Regions from separate parts of the Sus scrofa genome. Here region 1 is linked to region 2. A link is a contact called in public promoter capture Hi-C data. All regions are on one chromosome and are shown on one strand. Each heading gives the region's core, a stretch centred on a gene start, on an enhancer-like site or on the middle of the called end of the contact. The rest is flanking DNA. Distances are from core to core; before and after follow the strand shown. Region 1 holds the start of DHRS13 (dehydrogenase/reductase SDR family member 13). Region 2 holds the start of UNC119 (protein unc-119 homolog A).

Region 1 (5,586 bases), core at 1,820-4,319, 320 kb before region 2:
TGAGGAACAGCGTGGGCAGGGAGGGAAGGCCGATGGTCTGGACACTTCCTCCAACACAGAACCGCTCCCCACCCACCTTCTGCTCCCTCCCCCTCGCCCGCCGTTGTAAAATAATCAGAAACTTGTTCTATTTTGTGGCAGTGACAATAGTTTTATATTAAAAGAAAAAAATACAGTTTTCATACAGCAAAATCTATACAATATCATTGTTTTATTTAATAAAGATCGCTACCCACCCTCCTCCTATGGTTCCCACCCTCCGGGTTCTTTTCCCTTTCTGCAGCAGTTGCACTACAGGTAGCTACTGTGTATTATGGACAAATGAGAAATGAATTCTTTTTCTGGCTGTCCATCTATTTTATTTCAAATAAGGAAAAGTGTATTTGGATTTTGTGTAAATACATCTAGTGATGACATTTTTTCAATGTTTTTAAAAACTGTGTACAGTACTACATGTGGTAGAGCGTTTTCTTCAAATTGTCTATTGTAGCAAAAACGTTTTTGTCGTAAACCTGTTTTGTCTCCTTTTTTTGTTCTCTTGCCACTTCTCTCCTGCTCCTCCCATCCCTGGCTCCCTCCTCTCCTCCCTCCCCCCACAACTAGTACTGATGTACATAGTAATTGTAATGTTTTAGACTTTACAGAAACTTTCCTGTATTCTGTATATAAAAAAACAAAAATACTTCAAATTATGTTTTCTGCCTGTCTGTCCTACCTGTCATCACCCTTAGAGGGGCCCTTCTCTGAGGCCTCATTGAGGAAGTCTCATTCCCAGATACTCTGTCCCCATGGGAAGTTAGGAGAGGGAGGTGCTGGAGAAAAGTGAAGTGGGAGGGAGGGAGAGGAGGCTGGGGGGCATCCGCAAAGGGGCTTTGTGGGCGACTTGAGGGAGTTCAGAGGGCTCCGGTCTTTTGACATCAGGTTCTGCAAGAGTCCAAGAGTGCAGATCCCTGCTCCCAAACCAAGACATTAGGACAGAAGCTGCCACAGGACCCTGGCATTCTGGTCCAGAAGCTTTAACCAAAGGAGTTGGGGCTGCCTTTGGTCCCAGTTTGCTATCAGATTTCATCCATCTGTTCTGGGAGAAGTCCTACCTTGTTTTGTCCTTTTCCCCTCAGCTCTGGCTGGGAGTGGAGCAATTCATTAATTTATTCAAGTGGCGCTCGAGTTCATCCTCCTCCAGGACTTGAGTCTTGGTCTGGGTCACTTGGGGTGAGCAGTCAATAGAGCAGATGTGACCCTGCCTCTTGAAGCTTAGAGTCTAGTGTGGAGCAGTTTGTTGATTCACATGTCTTTGAAGAGCATGAAGTAAAAGAAATTCAGTCTCTTGGAGTTCCTGTCATGGTTCAGCAGAAACGAATCTGATTAGCATCCATGAGGACGCAGGTTTGATCCCTGGCCTCGCTCAGTGGGTTAAGGATCCGGCGTTGCCATGAGCTGTGGCATAGCTCGCAGACTTGGCTCGAATCTGACGTTGCTGTGGCTCTGGTGTAGGCTGGCAGCTGTAGCTCTGATTCGACCCCTAGCCCGGGAACCTCCAACATGCTGTGAGTGTGGCCCAAAAAACCAAAAAAAAAGAAAGAAATTCAGTCTCTAGATCCAGCCGTGCCATAAGTAGTGTGATGCAATCACAACTTTACAATGGCAGTTCCGCATCAGAAGATGTATACCCTTAATTTTTTTTTTTTTTTCTTTTGGCCATGCCTGCAGCATGCAGAAGTTCCCAGGCCGGAGAGATCAAACCCAAACCACAGAAATGACAACTCTGGATCCTCAACCCACTGGGCCACCCACTGGAACTCCCTGAAAAAATTTTTCCTGAGGACCATCTCCTACTCCTTAGGGAACACCTCAGTGTGTATGCACTGTTAAGAGTACTTGGTACTTGTTTGTATATTAGGATTTTGCCTGGGGGGTGGACAGTCCATCCATTTACCTCATTAATACTCCAACCCTACCTTCATCCCACAGCACCAACACTTGAACCCTGAATCCACAGTGCAGCTAAATAGGAAACTTCCCCTGGAATCCAAGGTCTGTCTAGCTTTGTCTCCATGACTCTTCCCCCTGCCCTAATGAACTCCCTTTGGGCAGAAACACATTGATCTGCTTGATATTTCCAAGGCTAACTGCACCACTGGGCACGCTGTATGGGCCACACAACGCGTGCTAAGTCGTACTGGATTTCTCCTTTCTCCTGGCAAGTCACTTTGCCTGCGATATCCTTACCCAGGGCTCCCTAGCTCTCCCCGCCCACCTTGCCATCATATGCACTTCTTCCATTCAGTGATGGAGCTTCTTGACCTATTTGTACCACCTCTGAGTAGCATTCTGGAGGCAAATTTCCTCCTGAAGGTCAGATAACAGATGTTATTAACACTCTCTTCCCACTTCCCTTCAGAAATGGGAGGTGGTGGGGGCAGAGGCAGGGAGACAGACAGCAAATGAATGAGTGGATCCTGACAGCCCTTAATTGGTGATGCCACCCTGAACACATTGTATCATCTCTCTGGTCTCTGAGAGGAATCCTAGAAGCTGAGGGCTGAATTTGAGGATAAGGAATTGACAGACCTTTTTACAGAGGGCAAAGCATCCAGGACTGGACGCCTCAGAAACAGCATTCATGTACCCACTCCCCTCTAGATGGGAAGGGCTACTGCTACATACTGACACCCAGAGGGCTCTCACACCCAGTTAGTCCTCTTAGGAGCCTTCAGCTGCAAAGCCCAACCCAAAGTACGGCAGCATGTGAAAGAGATGTTCGTTCAAGCACACGGTCAACAGACTACCTATACACGCACATACCTGGAGAGGCTCAAGGCTCACATGGGCACAGTCACATAAAAGGAGCTCACACAGACACACACCTAGAGGGCACTCCCAAGACCCACAACTATACACACCTACAAGGTGCTCCCTTGGGCACACAGAGGATCGAGAGGCACACACACAACTTAAAGGGCGATCCCAGGACCCAGGGGCACATTACACACCAAAAAGTCATTCACACCCTCACTTGGGATGCAGGTACGTACCTAGAGGGCGCTCCCAGCCCCAAATACACGCATGCACCTAGGTTTTCGTACAAGCACGCACCAAGAGGACGCAGACGCACGCCAAGGAGGCGCTCCCGGGGCACGCACACACACCCCTGCCCTACCTCCTACCCGCCTCCGCCTCCGCGAGGTGGAGGAGTGCCTCGCGCCTTCCAGGCCCGAGGGGGGGCGAACCGGCATCCCCCGGGCGGCGATCCAGGGCGGCTCCGGGCCTGGCCGGGAACCCGGAGGCGCGGCCAGCATGGAGGCGCTGCTGCTGGGCGTGGGGCTGCTGCTGGGCGCCTACGTGCTTGTCTACTACAACCTGGTGAAGGCCCCGCCGTGCCGCGGCATCGCCAGCCTGCGGGGCCGCACGGCCGTGGTCACGGGTGAGCGCCAGCGGGCGGGGAAAGGGAGCGGGGAGGCCGGGACGGCGCGGGCGGAGGCCCGCGGGCTCAGCTCGGCTCTCCTCCGCCCTCCGCAGGCGCCAATAGCGGCATCGGGAAGATGACGGCGCTGGAGCTGGCGCGCCGGGGAGCGCGCGTGGTGCTGGCCTGCCGGAGCCGGGAGCGCGGCGAGGCGGCCGCCTTCGACCTCCGCCAGGTAAGGGAGGTTAGCGCTGGGCGGGACGGTGAAGAGAGGACAGGCACACGGAGAACGCAGGGGTGCATAGAGCAGCGCCCGGAAATCCAGCCTCTGAGAAGAGAATGCGGCTCAGTCCACCAAGTGCCGAAGTGGGGCTGCAGAAGTGCTCTGGTCACACAGCGAAGCGGCACCTGTAATTGCTGTTCTAAGACATTTAAGGATTGGTAGGAGTTACATTAATGAAAGACAGTCAGAAAGGGAACAGCATATGCAAAGGCCCTGAGGCAAGTAATTGATCAGATTTAAGCAACTGATTAAAAGGGAAGCCGGAGCACAGAATATGAGGAAAAGGGGCAGAATGAAGGGGCTGAACCCTATAAGCCAGGTCCAGGTTCTGAGGGCCCTTATAGACCTTACTGGAATCGTATTTTTTTAGAATGGGCAGTGAAGATCCAATGAGGGTCCCCAGCGGGGTCTGGACGGTCAGAATAGCCTATTGGAATGAAGCCCTTGGTGGCTGTGTGGTACCTGGTTTAGAGGAGACAAGAGTGGGCTGGAGGCCAGCAGGGAGTCTGTTGTAGATTTTAGGGTAAACAATAATGGGCAGAGGGTATGATAATAATAATAGCACGTGCCTATACGGTGCTGACTGCGTGCCAAGCACTGTTCTAAAGATTTTAAATACAGTAACTCATTTAATCCTCACAATAACTGTAAATACTATATTATTATTTCCATTTTACAGAAAACTAAGGCTCAGAAAGATTAAGTATCTTGCTCAAGGACACACTCTAGTAGAAGGAAAAGTCAAGATTTGCATCCAGGAGTTCCCGCTATGGCACAGTGGATTATGTATCCTACTGCAACAGCTCAGGTTGCTGCAGAGGTGTGGGTTTGATCCCTGGGAGGTGCAGCGGGTTTAAAGATCCAGCGTTGCAACAGCTGCAGCTCGGATTCGATCCCTGGCTTGGGAACTTCCATATGACACCAGTGCGGCCATTAAAAAAAAAGAAAAAAGAAAGGAGTTCCTGTTGAGGCATGGCAGAAACAAATCTGACTAGTATCCATGAAAACGCAGTTTCGATCCCTGGCCTCTCTCAGTTGGTCAGGGATCCAGCGTTGCTGCGAGCTGTGGCATAGGTTGCAGACACGGCTGGGATCCCCATGTTGCGGTGGCTGTAACATAGGCCGGCAGCTGCAGCTCTAATTTGACCCCTAGCCTGGGAACTTCCATATGCTGCAGGTGCAGCCGTAAAAAAAAAAGATTCGCATCCAGTGTCCACGCACAATATCCACTACATTCTAATGCATGGGGCAGATCTTAGTTGTAGGAGCGGTTGGACTCTCAGAATTTGCCGCTTGGGGAGAGGGATGCATATGACAGCCCAGCCCTTGCCACTCCACAGGAAAGTGGGAACAATGAGGTCATCTTCATGGCCTTGGACTTGGCCAGTCTGGCCTCCGTGAGGGCCTTTGCCACTGCCTTCCTGAGCTCTGAGCCACGGCTGGACATCCTCATCCACAATGCCGGTGAGGGGCAGCAGGCCGTGCAGGGGGGCAGTGGGTGGCCAGGGGCAGCTGACCCCTCCAGCCAGGGTTTTCCGGGCCCAATGGACATGTGGGAAGGATACCCCCTACCGACATCTCACATGGGAGACACCAAGGCCTCTGGGAGTCCCTCTGGAGCAGTTACTCACACCTAGCCGTGTTCCACTGTCCCAGGGATCAGTTCCTGTGGCCGGACCCGCGAGCCCTTTAACCTGCTGTTGCGAGTGAACCACGTCGGCCCCTTTCTGCTGACACACCTGCTGCTGCCCCGGCTGAAGACATGCGCCCCCAGCCGCGTGGTGGTGGTGTCCTCGGCTGCTCACCGGCGAGGCCGCCTCGACTTCACACGCCTGGACCGCCCAGTGGTAGGCTGGCGGCAGGAGCTGCGGGCATATGCAGATAGTAAGCTGGCCAATGT
Region 2 (5,701 bases), core at 1,274-3,773:
GTAGGAATCCAGATGGGGTGTAAGGAGTTAAACAGGCTGTAAGAAAATACACCCTGCCCTTTTTTTTTTTTTTAATTTTAGGGCCACACCCACGGCATGTGGAAGTTCCCAGGCCAGGGGCGGAATCAGCTGTAACTGCCGGCCTATGCCACAGCCACAGCAACATCATATCCGAGCCGTGTCCGTGACCTGCACCATAGCTCACGGCAGTGCCGGATCCTTAACCCACTGAGCAGGGCCAGGGATCGAACTGGCATCCTCATGGATGCGAGTCAGATTGTTTCTGATGATCCGCGACGGGAACTCGCACCTTACCCTTTTTATACTGGCCTCTGCATATCCTGGGCAAACTCTAGGCAGACGGAAGACCCAGTGAGGCCCTCCCCTGCCCTCCCCACCAACTGCTGCCTAGGACTTTTTGGTAACCCCCTACTCCCTTCCTAGGTGTACAGGGCCGTGGCTGCAGTCCAGAAGGCAGCGGAGGAGTTGGCCTCTGGACACCTGGCCTCTGCCTTTGCTGCCAGCCAGGAGGCTGTGACGTCCTCAGAGCGTGCCTTTTTTGATCCCTCGCTGCTCCACCTCCTCTATTTCCCTGATGACCAGAAGTTTGCCATCTACATCCCGCTCTTCCTGCCTATGGCTGTGCCCATCCTTTTGTCCCTGTTCAAGATCTTCCTGGAGACTCGCAAGTCCTGGAAGAAGCCTGAGAAGATAGACTGAGCAGGGCAGCATCTCAGTAGGAAGCCTTCCTTTTTGGCCAGCATGGGAGCTGTTAGGCTGAGAGGCAGATAAGTGGGGCCTGCCACGAATGACTTGTCTCCAGCCTGCTCTGTCGCCCCTGCAACGGTTGAAGTCTAACACTCCAAGAGGGTTTCATCTCTCCTTTCCCTCCCATTCATCTGGCTCAGGGCTCTCCCACTCTTCAAGCCCTCCAACCCCCTCCTCAAAAGACACATCATTGGTGTCTCCTTACCGGTCTTGAACTTGAGGGCCCTTTTCTCTCTCCCTCTGGGCAGGGGCAGCTTGTGCCTCTGCCCTGTTCCCCACAGTCCTCTTGCACTGAGAGGGAGCACTGGGGGAAAGCCCTGGGTTGGATTCTAGGGCTCTGCCCTCCAGGCCCTCAGGGAGAGCCCTAGCACTGCTCCCATGGAAAGGGCTGGGCTCCTGTCACCTCTGGGGCCTTCTCCCTTACTCCCCTTGCTCCAGGCTGGCTACACCTGTTGGGTGCAGCCTATTGCTGTGTGTGGCAGAGGTTGCCTTTATCTTTACCTAGAGGCAGTATGGTGCGGTGGGGAAAATTCCGGACTTGGGATCAAACACATCTGAATTCAAACCCTTGCTTCTGCCCTTATCATCTGGGGAGCTTTGAGTAGGCCACTTAATCCTCCCTGAGCCTCAGTTTTTCATTTAAAAATAGCACTGATACCTCCCTTACAAGGTGGTTGTGAGTATTAAATGGATGAGCATGTGAAAGTGTCTGGCATATTCTAGGCTCTCAATAAACGTTGGTTGAATGTGAATTGGAATTATATGAAGTATGAGTGTAACTTTCATTCATTTGTGTTTTAAGTAATGATTTCCTGATGCCTGTCCTCCTGGGCTCACTGGTCCACTTTGCTTCTACTGGCTATGTGCCCTTCCTGCCTCCCTATCTTGGAGGGCCCTGTGGTGGCTAGAATCTTGTAGGCTATTGTCCCTCAGTGTGTCCTGGCTTGTCTAGCAGGGGGTTTGGGAGAGAATAGCTTTTACTGGTGTAAGCCCTCAGATACTAACTAATTCATAAATTCAAAAATAAAATAAAATTGACCCTTTAAGAATGCAGGGGTTGGGACACCCACCTTCCGGTGCATTCAGAATCAGAGTATAATTTATCATTGGCCCTGGGTATTAGCAGTTTCGCATCTGCAGTTTCACCCAACCTTCCATTGTGTAGTATTTTTTATTGGAAAAAAGTGCACATATAAGTGGCCCTACACACTTCAAACTCATGTCGTTCAAGGGCCAGCTGTATTGAGCACAGGCTGCAGTGGGCATTATGCAAGGTGCTGAGTGGTATTTTAGAGAACGGATAGGACCTCTGCTTTTAAGTAATTGGTCTTTAAGGGGGAAAGAGTGAACAAACGAAACTAATTTCAGATAATGCTTTAGAAAGAAAAAATAGGCTGATCAGATAGTGACTGGGGGTTGGTATTGGTACTTGAGATTGTGAGTCTGAGAGGGCCTCTGAGCAGAGGTATTTGAGCTGAGACTAGAAGGACAAGAGGAGGCCTTCTGGGGGAAGAGCATCCCAGGCAAAGACCCTGAGGCGGGAACTCTTTTGAGGGGCGGAGAGAAGGGCGGAGCGGCTGGAGTACAGCGAGTAAGGAGAAGGTAGCCTTAAAATTCCTACAGATAAAAGTGGGAACAAAAATGAGAGAACCTGGGAGCGAGCCTCAACCCTGCCCGCGTGAGTAGCTCAGGTGGGCGGGCGGTGGGCGGGGCCAGTTCTGGGCCCACCCCGGGGGCGGGGCGGTACCTGGGGCCCCGGCGGGGGCGGGGCTGCGGACGCTCCCCCTTTGCTCCAGCCGGCGCAGGCAGCCGCGGCGGCAGCAGGCGAGCCGCGGCCCCGCGAGGCCATGAAGGTGAAGAAGGGCGGCGGCGGGGCCGGGACGGCGGCGGAGCCCGCTTCAGGGGCCTCGGGCCCAAGCGTGGAGCCCAAGCTGGAGCCGCAGGCGGAATCCGGGTCCGGGTCCGAGTCGGAGCCGGAGGCAGGCTCGGGGCCCAGGCCGGGGCCGCTGCAGAGGAAGCAGCCGATCGGGCCGGAGGACGTGCTGGGGCTGCAGCGGATCACGGGCGGTGAGCACCAAGCGAGGGAACGCCGCCGGCAGGCGGGAGCTAGAGAGGGCCCTCGAGGCGCGCGGAGCCCGGGCCCCCGCCCCCTTTCCCTCCCTCCCCTGCCTCCCCTCCCCCACCCGGGTCTCCCTGGCCGGTGTCCCCTATCCTTCTGCCTCTGGGCCTGAGATCTCCATGTACCTCCTTCCTTTGATATCTCTCTGTGCCCCCTTCTTTCTGTAGAGATTTCTTTCCACCCGACTCTTTCCTTTTTGAAGAGTCTATCCCCCTTTTCCAAGGGTGGAGGTGGGCAGCAGCTGCTACTGTGACCCCTTCCCCACAGTCCTCAGAACCCTGTGAAGATTTTCTCTGCAATAACGAGGAGGGGGGCTAAGGGCAGTCTGTCCTCAGTCTCCACCCTGGAGGCTTGGTGGAGGCAGAGTTACTTGGGTGGTATCAAAACCCTCCTGTCTCCCTGATCGTTAATGCCCTCACCCTGGACACCCCAGGAAGTCTGAAGCCATCCTCCTACCCCGGAAAGAACCTGAAGAGGAAACTTCAGTGGGTTGGCTCTGGGCTCTCTCAAGGGAGTGGGTTAATGAATGCCCCCCCCCCCCCCCGCGCCACCCCACGCAGCCTGGACTAGGGCCTGACCTCTTCTGGGAGGCCAAGTCTCCACTGTGGCTGAGTTTCTGAGCTCGACCTGCCTAAGCTGAACTTCCAGCTTTGTCGTGTAATTGGCTGTATGATCTTGGGCTCATAACTTCACCTCTCTGCACATATTCACCTGTAAAATGGGGATAATAACTCCTACCTTACAGAGCTATTGTGAAAATAAATCCTCTGATTTTGCACCGTGCCTGGCGTTGTGCATGCCCTGTAAATAGGGCTCTTTTATCAATAGTACTGAGGGCCCCACAGGACTGCTCATAGCTGCTGCTGAGAGGCAGACAACTGGGCATTCAGGGCAGGGGAGGGGGTCACCAGAGGCAGGCAACAAGGACCAGGAAGTCTCATGGCAGAGGCAGTGGTTGAGCGTCAAAGAACACAGCATTTGGAGAGGCAGTGGCTTTCTACCTCGACCTCATTGATCAGTAACCCTACCCTGGCTCCCTCTGTGACAGTAGCTCTTGGGGCCTCTCGGTGGGGGTGGGGGGCAAATGCTGGAGTGGACCTTAGCTCTGGAGCTGCAGGAACGGCAGAGCCCGGGGCTTCCAGTCAGAGCTGTGAAGGGGACCTGACAGCAGGTCTAGGCTTGTGCATCTGGGTCCCTGGGGGACCAGCCTCTTCCTCCTCGCTAAGCCAGGCAGCCATTCTTGGCTGGGCCCCCAGAGCCGCTGAGCTGCCTTGCCTGAGCCGGCGCTGGTAGAGGGAAGGTACCTGGACTAGTCTGATGTTGGTGCCAGTTGGACTGTCATTGGCAACAGCAGCATTTAGGGTTCAGGTTAGTCTGGGGCAGAACTTCTTTTTTTTTTTTTTTTTTTTTTTTTTGCTTTTCATGGCCACATCCACAGCATATGGAAGTTCCCAGGCTAGGGGTCGAATCGGAGCTGGAGCCACAGCAATGCAGGATCCGAGCCGTGTCTTCGACCTACGCACCACAGCTCATGGCCATGCTGGATCCTTAACCCACGGAGCGAGGCCAGGGATCGAGCCCGCATCCTCATGGATATTAGTCAGATTCATCTCCAATATGCCACAATGGGAACTCCTGGGGCAGAAGTTCTTTACTGAGGGTCTAACTTGTCCAGGTCCTAGGTAACTTTAGAGGTTATTTTGCAGCTATGGGGGCTTCCAGCCCATGTACATTTGTCTCGGAATCGGGAAGAAATTCATAGCTCTTTGAGATGTGACACCTGTGGGGGATGAGTAGAGGAGAGGGTTTCACAGGAGCCCTTTCCTTTGCAGAAGTTGAGAACAGGGCTCCAGGACTCTCCCCCCACGGCCTCTTCTGACCCTAATCACACAGGTCTGAGGTTTGCTCTGCCCGGATTACCCAGCGCTGAATCCAGCTTAGGAAGCTATTTGTGGCCGAGAGGAAGGGAGCAGTTGTGTTCTGAACCCTTGGCTACGCTGCCCCTTATCTGGGCTGACCCCGGGTCCCTGGCCTTATCCTTCTCTGGTAGAGGGAGGGAGTGGATGTGGTGTCCTGAACCATGGGCATCCTTGTTTCTCACTTCCTCTAAGGACAGAGGGGTTGAAAGGTTGAGTTTGCAGCAGGAGAGACTGAGGCCAGACTGCAAGGCGTTCTCAAATGAGAGGAGAGGTCCCAGAAGTTAGAAAACGGGGGACGAAGGAGGGCTTCATGGGGAGCTGGGACTTGGGCCACTAGGATGCCGTTCCCACTTTTGTCATATCCTCTTCCTATGCCCTACAGCTTCCTTCTGCAGCTCTGGATTAATGCTTACTTTCTGTGAAAATAAAGTGTGTACAGGGTGAGGTAGGTAGGAGCTGCCTACTTCCATTCTGCCCCCTATCCTCTCCCCACCATGGGCTGTGGTGGACAAGCTGTTGCTCAGGCCCCTCCATAAGCCTTCTAGTCTTTGCTGGACCCCATCGTGCCAGGTGGCTACCTGGAGGGCTTCCTGGAGGGGGCTGTCGCAGGCTTGGGGAAGAGAGAATAATTTTACATTCACTTCCTCTTCCTGCCCCAGAGGAATGGGAGGTGGCCCAGGGGCCTAGAGGGTGATTTCCGGGCCTCTATGGGGAGGATGTGATGCTGGGCAGGGTGACAGCATCAGAGCCCCTGCTGCACCTCTCTGCTCCTTCCTATTTGCTCCAGGACCTCCCTGAGTGCTTGCAGTTGTTGCTGCAAGAGCAGTGAGGGTTGGATCAGGCCCTGCTGTTCCTGAGCTTCCTCAAGTGGACCCACCACTGTTCCTGCTTCCTC

Evidence for each region. Promoter capture Hi-C pulls out the DNA fragments that hold promoters and counts their contacts.
Region 1: a contact with region 2 is called in a promoter capture Hi-C map of fetal liver, with 2.8 times the contacts expected there. The contact joins the promoter of DHRS13 here to the promoter of UNC119 in region 2. A contact is called at or near these places in 1 of 5 promoter capture datasets (fetal liver) and 1 of 2 datasets of contacts at active chromatin or transcription factors (alveolar macrophages).

Annotation. Positions count from the first base shown.
Region 1 is chr12:45,124,967-45,130,552 of Sscrofa11.1, reverse strand. It overlaps DHRS13 (dehydrogenase/reductase SDR family member 13), which reads left to right and starts at 3,069. Exons shown (of 5, transcript XM_021067495.1): 1 at 3,069-3,424; 2 at 3,520-3,638; 3 at 5,027-5,150; 4 at 5,343-5,586. The coding sequence starts at 3,298. It overlaps LOC106507968 (a long non-coding RNA gene), which reads right to left and starts at 3,246. Exons shown (of 2, transcript XR_001304414.2): 1 at 3,161-3,246; 2 at 131-1,336. PHF12 (PHD finger protein 12) reads left to right here. Exons shown (of 16, transcript XM_005656997.3): 16 at 1-689.
Region 2 is chr12:44,804,156-44,809,856 of Sscrofa11.1, reverse strand. UNC119 (protein unc-119 homolog A) reads left to right here and starts at 2,523. Exons shown (of 5, transcript XM_003131761.5): 1 at 2,523-2,835. The coding sequence starts at 2,616. PIGS (phosphatidylinositol glycan anchor biosynthesis class S) reads left to right here. Exons shown (of 12, transcript NM_001244339.1): 12 at 445-1,526. The coding sequence ends at 720.